Linked DNA regions of Mus musculus: regions 1, 2 and 4 are each linked to region 3. The links are chromatin contacts, called in public Hi-C, HiChIP or PLAC-seq and promoter capture Hi-C maps. All regions are on one chromosome and are shown on one strand. Each heading gives the region's core, a stretch centred on a gene start, on an enhancer-like site or on the middle of the called end of the contact. The rest is flanking DNA. Distances are from core to core; before and after follow the strand shown.

Evidence for each region. Hi-C and Micro-C count contacts between places; a contact is called where the count stands out from the background. HiChIP or PLAC-seq counts read pairs in DNA pulled down with a chosen protein or histone mark. Capture Hi-C pulls out chosen DNA fragments and counts their contacts.
Region 1: a promoter capture Hi-C map of liver shows a contact between it and region 3. The contact joins the promoter of Smim4 here to the promoter of Eaf1 in region 3. A contact is called at or near these places in 16 of 39 promoter capture datasets (the 3T3-L1 cell line, the C10 cell line, cranial neural crest and 9 more), 6 of 484 Hi-C or Micro-C datasets (CD4 T cells, CD8 T cells, embryonic stem cells and 3 more), 8 of 115 datasets of contacts at active chromatin or transcription factors (the SCID.adh cell line, astrocytes, effector CD8 T cells and 4 more) and 2 of 9 other capture datasets (adipose tissue and liver).
Region 2: a Hi-C map of embryonic fibroblasts shows a contact between it and region 3, with 7 times the contacts expected there. The contact joins the enhancer-like site here to the promoter of Eaf1 in region 3. A contact is called at or near these places in 16 of 39 promoter capture datasets (the 3T3-L1 cell line, 3T3-L1-derived adipocytes, the C10 cell line and 10 more), 1 of 15 datasets of contacts at CTCF or cohesin (pro-B cells), 38 of 484 Hi-C or Micro-C datasets (3T3-L1-derived adipocytes, B cells, the Ba/F3 cell line and 27 more), 19 of 115 datasets of contacts at active chromatin or transcription factors (the 230-238 cell line, DN3 thymocytes, the NIH/3T3 cell line and 14 more) and 3 of 9 other capture datasets (adipose tissue, liver and macrophages).
Region 4: a contact with region 3 is called in an H3K4me3 HiChIP or PLAC-seq map of bone marrow-derived macrophages, with 2.9 times the contacts expected there. The contact joins the enhancer-like site here to the promoter of Eaf1 in region 3. A contact is called at or near these places in 4 of 39 promoter capture datasets (the C10 cell line, the HPC-7 cell line, cranial neural crest and 1 more), 5 of 484 Hi-C or Micro-C datasets (bone marrow-derived DN3 thymocytes, embryonic fibroblasts, forebrain and 2 more), 4 of 115 datasets of contacts at active chromatin or transcription factors (bone marrow-derived macrophages, fetal liver and large pre-B cells) and 4 of 9 other capture datasets (adipose tissue, liver, macrophages and 1 more).

The regions. Positions count from the first base shown.
Region 1 is chr14:31,127,488-31,130,187 of GRCm38.p6, reverse strand. It overlaps Smim4 (small integral membrane protein 4), which reads left to right and starts at 1,258. Exons shown (of 2, transcript NM_001308091.1): 1 at 1,258-1,555. The coding sequence starts at 1,405.
Region 2 is chr14:31,784,508-31,787,207 of GRCm38.p6, reverse strand. The region is part of intron 1 of Ankrd28 (ankyrin repeat domain 28); the gene reads left to right. Among named protein-coding and RNA genes, the nearest start is that of Ankrd28, 45 kb to the left of the region's middle. Within about 2 kb of position 1,342, at least 45 of the 459 cell types and tissues checked have an H3K27ac peak or open chromatin away from gene starts, as enhancers often do. A contact at or near this core is called in the Ba/F3 cell line, the C3H10T1/2 cell line, the NIH/3T3 cell line and 5 more, where this site is marked.
Region 3 is chr14:31,493,706-31,496,405 of GRCm38.p6, reverse strand. It overlaps Eaf1 (ELL associated factor 1), which reads right to left and starts at 1,327. Exons shown (of 6, transcript NM_028932.4): 1 at 1,035-1,327. The coding sequence starts at 1,137. It overlaps Mettl6 (methyltransferase like 6), which reads left to right and starts at 1,366. Exons shown (of 6, transcript NM_025907.4): 1 at 1,366-1,504; 2 at 2,442-2,700. The coding sequence starts at 2,585.
Region 4 is chr14:31,760,533-31,763,232 of GRCm38.p6, reverse strand. All of the region lies in intron 3 of Ankrd28 (ankyrin repeat domain 28), which reads left to right. Among named protein-coding and RNA genes, the nearest start is that of Ankrd28, 69 kb to the left of the region's middle. Within about 2 kb of position 1,347, at least 33 of the 459 cell types and tissues checked have an H3K27ac peak or open chromatin away from gene starts, as enhancers often do. A contact at or near this core is called in bone marrow-derived macrophages and pre-megakaryocyte-erythroid progenitors, where this site is marked.

The DNA of each region.
Region 1 (2,700 bases), core at 9-2,508, 370 kb after region 3:
TCGGGTGTATCAGATTCTGGTCTGGGTAGTCATGGATGCCGAAGGGTGGGCTTATGGGTGGACCCTTGTAGGTCCATTGACCTAGGTGGGCTGTGAAGACCTGGCCACATGTGGATTCCTTCCAAGTGGATGACACTTTACAAGTTTCAGTCCTCAGATCCAAGAGAAATGGCACCAAGTGCCAGGCGTTCACTGTGTGTGGCTTCTCCAGTAGGTACCTCCAGGCAGGCTGCGCTTAGTCAGCTGTTTATGACCCCCCCCCCTCTTTCTCTGCCTTCATGGTTCCCTCACTGCCTCTATTCCTTCCCCAATAAACTCCTTTCATACCAGATTTGTTGCACAGCATAATTTCTCAGGGGCATACCTTGGCATGGGCCCACCAGGCCTCCTCGCTGCAATCTGTCATTTAATTCTGTTTTTTTTTTTTTTTTTTTTGATACAGGGTTTCTCTGTGTAGCCCTGGCTGTCCTGGAACTCACTCTGTAGACCAGGCTGGCCTCGAACTCAAGAGATACGCCTGCCTCTGCCTTCCAAGTGCTGGGATTAAAGACATATGCCACCACTGCCAGGCCATTTAATTCTTTTAGATTGTCAATTCTCACAGCATCATAGAAAGGCTCATCTTACAAGGGTGCCGATAGGGTTGTGGTTTGACAGCGAAGTCACTCTTTACCTTGATCCTCTTCTGTAACTATTGGTTGTGATGCTTAAAAACACTACAAGTTACCAGAATAACGGTAATTTCCCACTTATCATAGGTTTATATTATTTTAGCATGTTTGTTATAGACAGTTGTACTTTTTGCTGCGACGATAAAATTCAGCTTTCGAAAATGCATATCGAGTTATGTTTGTATTAGAATCCAAGTCAAACCAGTCACATCCAGAAATAAAAGGAAGGAGTGTCACGAAACTGCATTTTAGCTGATTTCATTCACAAAGGGTCGACACCTCGGTCAGGGTATTACAAAAAAAGATGGCGATGGCAGAGTAGGGGGCGCGGCAGTAAACTCTGAGCCTCAGCAGTGAGAGCAGGTCGAGGGCGGGGCCGCCACGCCACGTTGGAGACCCCGCCCCCCGAAGGTTCTCCGTCTCCAGAATCTAGGCGCGTGCGCAGGCTTCTTCAGACCGACTCAGCCTCACAGAGCACGCGCGCTCAAACAGCACTCTGATTGGAGAGTCTGAGAGTCCCGCCACATTCTGATTGGCGGAGCCGACCAGGCTTTGGGTCTGTCCTAACTTCCGCGACCTAACTCTTGCGGCCGGGCTGTGGCGCTGCAGTCGAGTCTTGGTGCTCAGTCCACGGGACTCCGCGGACACGCAGGGGTCCGCAGGGTTATTTGTACTGCCTCCGGGAACACCAGTCTGCCTGGTTCCGTCCCTACCCCACTGGGAGGCCTCGGTCATGTTCTCCAGGGCCCAGGTGAGGCGAGCTCTTCAGCGAGTGCCCGGCAAGCAGCGATTCGGCATCTACAGATTCCTGCCCTTCTTTTTTGTCCTGGGAGGTGCGATGGAGTGGATCATGATTAAAGTGCGCGTGGGCCAGGAGACCTTCTGTAAGTGAGGGTGCAGCAGCCTCCGTTTCTCCCGTGGGTATGCGATCCATTCAGTTGCAGAGTTCCTTTCACTTTGGGCGTTAGGAACAGTGTTTTGACAGTTCTCGTGCAGCGAGGCAGGAGGCCCTTAGGGCTCTTGTATTTTGTTCACATTGGCATCCAGCCCTCCTCCTCTTCCGGCATTTGAAGAGGGCACGTGCCTCTAGTCAGGCCGTGCAGGTCTTTGTAGCCTGTCCTTGGCCCTGCTGGTGACTTTGGGCCTAAGGAACAGGATTAATCGCATGTGGAAGAGGAACCAGTCCTGAGGGAAATTCAGAGATATAGCTCAGAAATTCAGGTTAAGGCCCTTGCCCTTTGAGAGCTTTAGCCCAAACTCCTGAGGAAGTTATCCCGGCTGTCCTAGCTAATTACTACTGGTCACTCGCTCTCCTTAGGTTATGTCTTTGACCTAGAACTGTGAAAAGAATGTCTGGCATTTCTGAGAACGGCCTCTGGAACTGCCAGTTCCTTTCAGGCTTTCTCCCAACCTTTGGGCCCTTTGTCTGCCTCTCATGTAACTTACCATTTGAGAATTTTAGGTTGTTCTTTCAAAACCTCCATTCATTTCTTTCTTTCTTTCTTTCTTTCTTTCTTTCTTTCTTTCTTTCTTTCTTCCTTCCTTCCTTCCTTCCTTCCTTCCTTCCTTCCTTCCTTCCTTCCTTCCTTCCTTCCTTCCTTCCTTCCTTCCTTCCTTCCTTCCTTTCTTTCTTTCTTTCTTTCTTTCTTTCTTTCTTTCTTTCTTTCTTTCTTTCTTTCTTTCTAAGATTTATTTTGAGTACGCTGTAGCTGTCTTCAGACACACCAGAAGAGAGCATTGGATCCCATTACAGATGGTTGTGAACCACCATGTGGTTGCTGGGAATTGAACTCAGGACCTCTGGAAGAGCAGTCAGTGCTCCTAACCACTGAGCCATCTCTCCAGCCCCTGATTACTCTTTCTATACTTTGACGCGGAGCCCGACTATGCTGGCCTTGAATCTTCAAAACTTAGAGTCATCCTCTGGGTTTACAGGCATGGGCCTCCACTTAATGTTTAATAACTATGAGAATATCTAGCGAAGAAGGCAAGTTTCAGAAGAGCTCATGGTGTAGTTTGGTAGGAGAAT
Region 2 (2,700 bases), core at 93-2,592, 290 kb before region 3:
AACAGGCTAAATTCTGCCTGCTAAAAACAACTAAACACTGAAGAGATGGCTCATTGAGTCAGAGACTTAGCACGCTTACAGCAGAGCTGGGTTAAGTGCCAATCATCCACATGACAGCTCACAGCTGCCCGTGACTCCATTTCCAGGGGACCCCATGTCCTTTTTCTGGCTTCCATGAGCAACAGGCACTCACATGGTATACACATACATGCAAGTCTCACACATAAACATTAAATTCTTTAAAAAGGCTAAAGAAGGATTATTTACAATTCATGCTGTTTTCTGTGATTTGAAAATACCTGGGTAAATGTAGTATCACGTTACTGTACTGCAAAAGTTGAGAAGAACAGTTTGCAATTCAAAAACAAGTTGCTATGGTTACCCGGTGTTTGCTTTTTAAAGCAATAATTACACAAAATACCCAAAGAATTTCCTTTAGTACAGAAAGGTCGTAGCTTATGTGTATGCTAGTTATTCCACACACAAATTGAAACTGTATATATCACTTCCGTCCTAAAGTATCATTTGGAAAATACTAAAGAAAATGATTCATGTCTTTTTGAGCTGTAACAGGGTGGAGACATACTGAACACTATTTTAAAATTCAAGTAATGACTCAGATAGTTTAGGACATTTTTCTTATTCTTTAGTTCCTTTTATCAAATAATGCTGTAGTTCTACATAACAAATTTATGGTTAAAAGAACGAAAGTATTTTTCTGGTGTGTTTGTGATGTGAAGTCTTTTTAATACATTTTTATGGCTTTAATAACCTTATAAAAAGCCATGCTTATAACTGTTAATTCCATTAATTATAGCTTGTTTCAAACTTCTTAAAAACAAAGAAGATATCTTATTAGAGTCTATGACAAGTTCATTCTTAGCCAACAATCATTCTGGAATTTTTATTGTTTTCTTGACATATTCCTAATATCCAGCATCACAGGCATACCTAAACGCTTTTAAGACAATATAAGGTTAATTGTTATATTTTAATGGCCCTTTTATTTATAATAGGATATTATTTGTTCTTTAATATTAGGGCTATTTTAAACTGAAAATACTTTATATTTAAAGTAGAAGCTGGATTAAATAGTAAAGGGTCTTATCACAGTAGCAGTAATTGAAATACTATGCTGTAAAAGGTTGAGTGCTTTAGTTACTGCTGTGACCATAGGAAGTGGCTCACTTTCTCCTTTCTGCTTTTCTCTCAGTCAGACTTAGTATGGACTCTAGGATAACTCCAGCCATAAGATACTCAGCACATTTCACAACATCATTATCAAATATGCTGTTGTCCAGTAGGAGGGGACATTTCCCTCTATCTCTCCCTTTTTAGGTTAAAAAAAGAGAGACTTTCCTAGAAACACTACAGATGACTTTCCTTTGCATGTGACAGAGCAAGCTGGCTCAGAGCATGTCATTTCCCAAATGAGTCACTTACTAGGTAGAATAGAATTACCATGATCACCTTACACTATTCAAGATTTCTCCAAGTCATGTGGAATATAGAAATGGCATCCAAACAAAACTAAAGGTAGTCTGTAAGAAGGAAGGGTCAGTGGTGGTTAGCTAAGTAGGCAACAAGTAGCAAGCCACATATTACATAGAAAAGTCAAGCCTTGTCATTTTCTTCCAGGGTTAATTTTCCCACCAATTTAAATGATTCACAACACACCGATAATGGAGGGTTCTAGAGTTTTGTTTTTGTTTTTTGTTTTTTTCTTTTTTTAAAGCAGGAGAAAACAGATTGAAACAAAGCATTGTATAAATGTCACAAGAAAAACGTCAAGTATATGAAAACAATATATTTACAAATAGGAAATAGGAAAATTACTCTTTAATTTTTTTGGTCACATGCAATGACAATTTCATTTTCAAATGTTTCCTGTTAACCTACCCTATGAAAACCATCCTCCTTTCTGCACCCTCGTGATCATAATTCATCAGTTAATACCCCTTTCACCTGTTGAACGGGGCCCCTGAGCTCATTCTGTAGCTTGGCTGCTGCTATCACTGGACTGTGATAGTGATAGATATGTAGTGTCTCTGTTATATGCTGACTTTGACTTCTTTGGGTATATACTGCTGAGTGATGTAGACGGGTCATACAGTTCTATTTTTAATTTCCTGAGGAACCTCTCTGTTGATTTCCATAGTGGCTGGATTAATTTACATTACCATACATACGCAGTATATAAGGGTGCCGTGTCCTAACATTCCTAGCATTTGTTGTGTTTGTAGGTTATTGCTTTGGTTTTGGACAAGGTGTAGCTCTACTCCAGGCTGATTCCCTCCTCTATCCCCTGGATCCACTTGGTTTCTGTTTCTCATTAGAAAAGAAAAGTCTTCTAAGAGATAACAACTAAACATGACAAAATAAAATAAAACATGATGAAGCAAAAACCAACCATATCAGAGTTGGACACAGCAACCCATCAGGAAGAAGAGCCCCAAGGGTGGGCACGAGAGTCAGAGTTCTCATAAGCAGGAGTCCCATGAAAATACTAAGCCAATAGCTACAATTTACGCACAGAGGACCTGGTGCAGACCCTTGCAGGCCCTGTGCTTGCTGCTTCAGTTCAGTCTCTGTGAGCTCGTATGTGCCTGGTTGGTTCAGGGCGCCTTGTTCTCCTGGTGTCCTCCATCCCCTCTGACTTTTATAATCTTTCTGCTTCCTCTTCCGAAGAATTCTCTGAGC
Region 3 (2,700 bases), core at 78-2,577:
GAGATGGGACTTTAATATCTAACACACCCCCCTGCCTGTGTGTTGAGTCACATCGATTAGCTCCCATGACAAAGCAGGTCTTAACCCACACTAACGCTACCGGAAACCCGACGCCTGTGATTCACAGGGATGTGCTTGGTTTGGTCAGCCATGTCCTGACTCAGGACACACAGTGGCAATACCCCTTTCAGAGTCTATAATCACGTAGGAAAGGGCCCAACATAATGACTCTTTCCACATTCCTTATGCTGCCTTCTTCATTTTCCAAACATAGATCAGGCTTTAATTTATGCCAGATGCACAAACTCTAATTTTATTCTTCACCCACAAGTGAGTTGGCCCAGAAGTTAAGGTGAAGTAGGTGACATTAATCTAGCTAGGTATGGTGGATCAGGTCCATATTTTCAGCACCACAGAAGCTGAGGTAGGAGGACTGCAGCATGTTCAGCGCTGGCCTGAATTATATAGTAATTTCTAGGCCAGCATCACTAGTAAGACTGTCTCGAACAGCAACAACAACAAAATCAGTGTCATAAGCAGAGAGGAAGAAGAAACCTTATGGGTGGCACGAAGAATGCAGGTTCCCTGGCTGTGGAGGAGACCAAGAGCAAGGGGAAAGGAGCAAGGGAAGGAATGAAGTAAACGACACTCGTAGCAAACGGAAGACTTTTCCAGGGCAAGAGCCCTGATGGAAGAATTCGACAAAGAGAACGGGGACACAAGGGAGGAGAAATGGGCATCGCTACTAAAGGAGAAAAGTTTGGCTTAAGGGCTGGGAAGGGGAATTTGAAATAAAGGGGCTATGACTTTCTGAAGTGGTATTTGAGACTGTAAAGTAAAAGAATAGTTGGCAGCAATCAGAGGTTTGGTTTGGGAGAAGAGATTTCAAAGTAAAAGAGCAGATCGAAGTTCCAGAGGCTAAGGGATGAGAGGTAAGGAAAGCGACGCTTTCGAGCCGGGATTAGCCAGGGGAGTCTGGGCTTGCACGTGGCGGCCAGGGAGCCCCAAGTGAACCTGGAGGGGCGCTCACTCACAGCGAATCGTGTGGAAGGAGGCCCGCGGCCGCTTCTCGAAGCTTTCCCCTAGCCGCAGACAGTGTTCCTCCCGGTCCAGCAGCGGGTTCGCCGTGCCGTTCATGGCCTTGCACTTGCCCGGCACCCGGATTGGAGCTCTCCTCGCGCGGCCGCAGTCCCCCCGGATCCCCGCGCAAGCGGCCCGCAGGACCGCGCTCCCGGGACACCGCTCCGGAGCGCGCACTGAACCAAGTCCGCGCCCACCCGGGGCCGGAAACCAATCTACTCCGCGTCTCGAGAGACTCTGCGGAAGTAAGGCCGCTGCACTTCCGGCATTGGGGAGGGACTTCCGTCTCCCCAACGGAAATAGCGGGGGCAGTGCCATGGAGAGAGAGTTCTCCGGGACTGCTGCAGCCCACAGTTTTCTGGTCTAAGGAGGAGCCCAGGTCAGCTAGAAGATTCTGCTGCCGACGCCTGGGCTTGACTGACGGGTGAGTGCGCCCTGACCTGTTCTTTGCTGGGGACCCTGGGAGCTCAGAGCGTGGGGAACTGAGTGGACGCGAGTTTGAATGTAGGTATGAGTGTCCCTGGACATGCCCGAGACCCTAGCGGCCTGCTTTATCCGAGGGTTCAGAGAGCGATGACGGTTCTCGGGACCTCAGTCACCCTTCCCCCTACTTCGCTCCATGGTTGCGATGAGAGGATTTCAGTTCTCCTGGCCGACGACGCTTCCTTCAGTTTATGGGTACGATCAGAAACCCCGGCCTCTCCGGATCAGCTCCGTCACCTCCTTAGCCCCCCCGCGATCCCGTGTCTGTTAGGCAATCGTCTACCCGCTTTCGGTTAGGGCGGTTGTTGCCGTTGTTTTGAAGTCACGTTTCCCACGGGCACTGAACGTTGATGAGAATTTTTTTTTCTCACATTTTCTCAGTCAACTCGTGGATGCGTCCCTTTGCCCTAAGTAAACCTATTTCTTGTAGTACTTGGCTCATCTGATTTGAATTGGGAGTCCGGTCCGTGAGAGTTCTGGTCTCTGAGTGTAGTAAGCTCTATGCAGTAGAGACTGTCTTGGTCTTTATGACCTCTCCAGACCCCGGCAGGGTGTTGGGCAGAGTCAGCATCTCGGGAGTGTTAAGTGAATTGACCCCGGAGCCTTAAAGAGCCCTCCGGGAACCTCTCCCCGAGTCTTGGACTCGTTTAGAATCCAAGCTCTAGAAATAATAAAGAACGATCTAGCTTGATGAGGCCCTGGTCACCCGAGTTGGGAGGATGAGGCAAGAGGAAGTACATTCAAGGGACAGGCTGGGCTTCAGGGACAGCCCCTGGCTCAGATGAACAGGATGGGGAGAGAAGCAGGCAGGTTGTTAGAGAATCACTAGTCAGAATCAATCAGTCAACCCCCTCCCCCCCTTTCTCTTTCCTAAGTAGCATCGTATCCTGTTGGAGCTGGAAAGTCACCTGGGGAAACTGCATCAGAGAAACTCCAGTGTCTACAATCTCAGCATCGTTTGTTCAGATGGTTGAAGAACAGAGGACCTATAGCAGCATTGAATGTGTTTCCGGCAACTACAATGGCTTCTTTCCAAAGGAAAGGACTGCAAGCAAGGATTCTTAGCACTGAAGAAGAGGAGAAACTGAAAAGAGACCAAGCTTTGGTGTCTGCTTTTAAACAGCAAAAACTGGAAAA
Region 4 (2,700 bases), core at 98-2,597, 270 kb before region 3:
TATGCTTTATGGACTGAGTATGTAAGTCAGTTGGTCTAACATATAGGAAGCCTTGGGTTTAATACCCAGCTCTCCAGCACTGCATAAACTGGATGAGGTGGTACACAGGTTGCTATAATCCCAGCTCTTGAGAGAGAGCAGCAGGAGAATCAGGAGTTCAAGGTAATTCTCTGCTCTAGTATGTAGTATGCAGTGATGGACAACAACAGTAACCCTGTTAAAAACATGGTGAGAGAAAGGTACAGCCTGAGGTTGTCTTCTGACTCCCACACACATCATAGAAGATGCAGATGTTACTCTAACACATGGCTACATACACACATCATATAGGCATATACACAACATACACAAAAAGAGAAAATAAGAAAATGGCTGTGTAAGAAACAGTACAGTTTTGTTTATTTTAATGTCTAGGACTTTTGATAACTACTGCTATGGATTTTTTTTAAAGAATCATATTTTTTTTATTTTAATATACATGCTATTTTATATAATCTTATATGAAGGGGTTCATTTCCCCCATTTAATTAAATTTTTTATGCCTAGAAAAAACTTCAGATGCTAGAGCTGAGTCAGACTCTCTTTTTCTTTAAATGTGAATACTTCCATTGACTTTAGCTACCAAGTAAAAGCTATGTAATAACTACAGTGCAAGTGAGTTCCTTCAGACCAAATGTACTTTGTTTTTATAACAACACAATCTCCTTATTGAATCTACTGTTGGAACTTCCTCAGGTCCATAGGCTTTTTTTCAGTGATCTGTTGGTGGTTCGCTGTTAACCCTCTATCACCAGTGTCAAAACTAACCAGGTTGCCTGCTTGATCTCTTCGTTAGCAGTGTTCTTTTGTGCAAAGATGACCCAGTCAGCTCTGGCTCATCTGAGAGATTGTTTGGGATTTTAGAATACATACAGCCAAGAGAAAGGGACACATTAACACTAGGACAAAACTGTTCTTTCGGAGAACGCAGGCACCTTCCCTGTATCTGCAGAAGCTTCCCTTAAGTCAGTGTCCATGCTCATTGGGTACACATTTCCTATAATAGGTAGACATTTTTATATTTGGGTTTATAGTAGTGTGTTAGTTACTATTTTATTTCTGTGATAAAACCTGTTATCTTAGAGAAGGAAGGATCTATTGGCGGGTGGGGGCGGGGGGGACGGGGACTTATGGTTCCTGTAGGGTCAATAATTATGGAAACAGCATGAGAGCAGGAGTCAGACTGGAGGCTGGAATATGACTGCTCACATCTAAAACCACAAACAGGAAGTAAAGACAGAGCACTGGAAACCGCACATGGTTCTCCCACCCCACGCACTTGGCTTTTAAAACCTCAAAGCCAGCCCTTATTGACACACCTCTTCCAGCAAGGACATACCTCCTAAGCCTGTCTCAAACAACTAGGGAACCAAGTACTTCAGTGTTGAAGACTTACCGGGGTCATCTCATTTGAACGACCACATTCTACTTGTTGGCCCACATAAGCTCCTGATCATCTCATAATGCAAATAAATGCATTTAGTGTAACTTCAAAGCCCTTCATAGTGTTTCGCAGACTGTGGACACAGACTGTAGACTTTTACAGACACTGACACTGCTTTAAAGTAGTAAGTCTCTTCTGAGATTCAAGACAGTCTCTCAGCTGTAACCCCCTATAAAATCCAAAAACAAATTATATACTTACATGATAAATGACATAAGATAAACACATTCCTAATGGGAGGGATAGAGGAATAGTGGGGAAACATTAGACCAAAGCAAAACCAGAACCCAGCAGGGCAAACTCCAGATTCTGTAGCTTTCTGTCTGCTGTCAAAGTGCTTAGATGGAACTGCTGTTCCCAGCTTTTCCACCTAAAGGGTTACACCAGCAGCAGCAGCAGCAGCACCACCGGCAGCAGCTGCAGCTACCGCTACCTGGTTCTACTATCAGAGTATGGAAATCTTTACAACATGGGGTCTCCAACACAACCGAGATTTCACTTTCCACAGCTTCAGGCAGTGAGCTCTTCAAACCTCCATACAGAGACCCCGTTGCCACATAACTAGGCTCAGTGACTCTTACGCTGGAGAGGAAGCTTGTCTTCTATACATCTTTCATGACTCTAAAGCCAGCACCATGTGGATGTCACTGCCACCTAGAGCTGCAAGCATGGGATGAAATCTGCCCTCTGTAACCACATTACCAGCAGCTACTGTTTTTGTTGCTTTCTCAAAAGTTGAAAGCTTAGTTGGTGGGGTCTTGTCCTAAGGGCGCCCTTCCCTTTATTCCACTACACATTTGGCCTCTCAGTAATGGTATGAATCTTAACAGTTACAGCCTCTCTTGCTGCAGAAGCCATGTTGCCAGTATCCCTTTTCTCTCTAGAACTGTGCACTTTTTATTTCTTCCTCCTGCATTGTAGACCTACAAATCACTGCATTGTATCACTACATATTTGACCCAGTACTCAAGTGCCCAAGGTTTGTAGGGAACGTCTCATTCAAACCATCACAGCTAGTAGTAGTAGTAACTGTCTCCTCATTCAAGGTGATGTATCTTCATATTATTTTATCTTTGATGACTTGTTAAGATTAAATGTTTCATAATTTATAGTTAAATTCATTGGACCATAAATATTTCTGTATGATGCAGCCCCAAGATTTGTAAGTAGGTAGTAGTATTTTTGACCTGGTATATACAACCAAGCTTTCTTAGAAT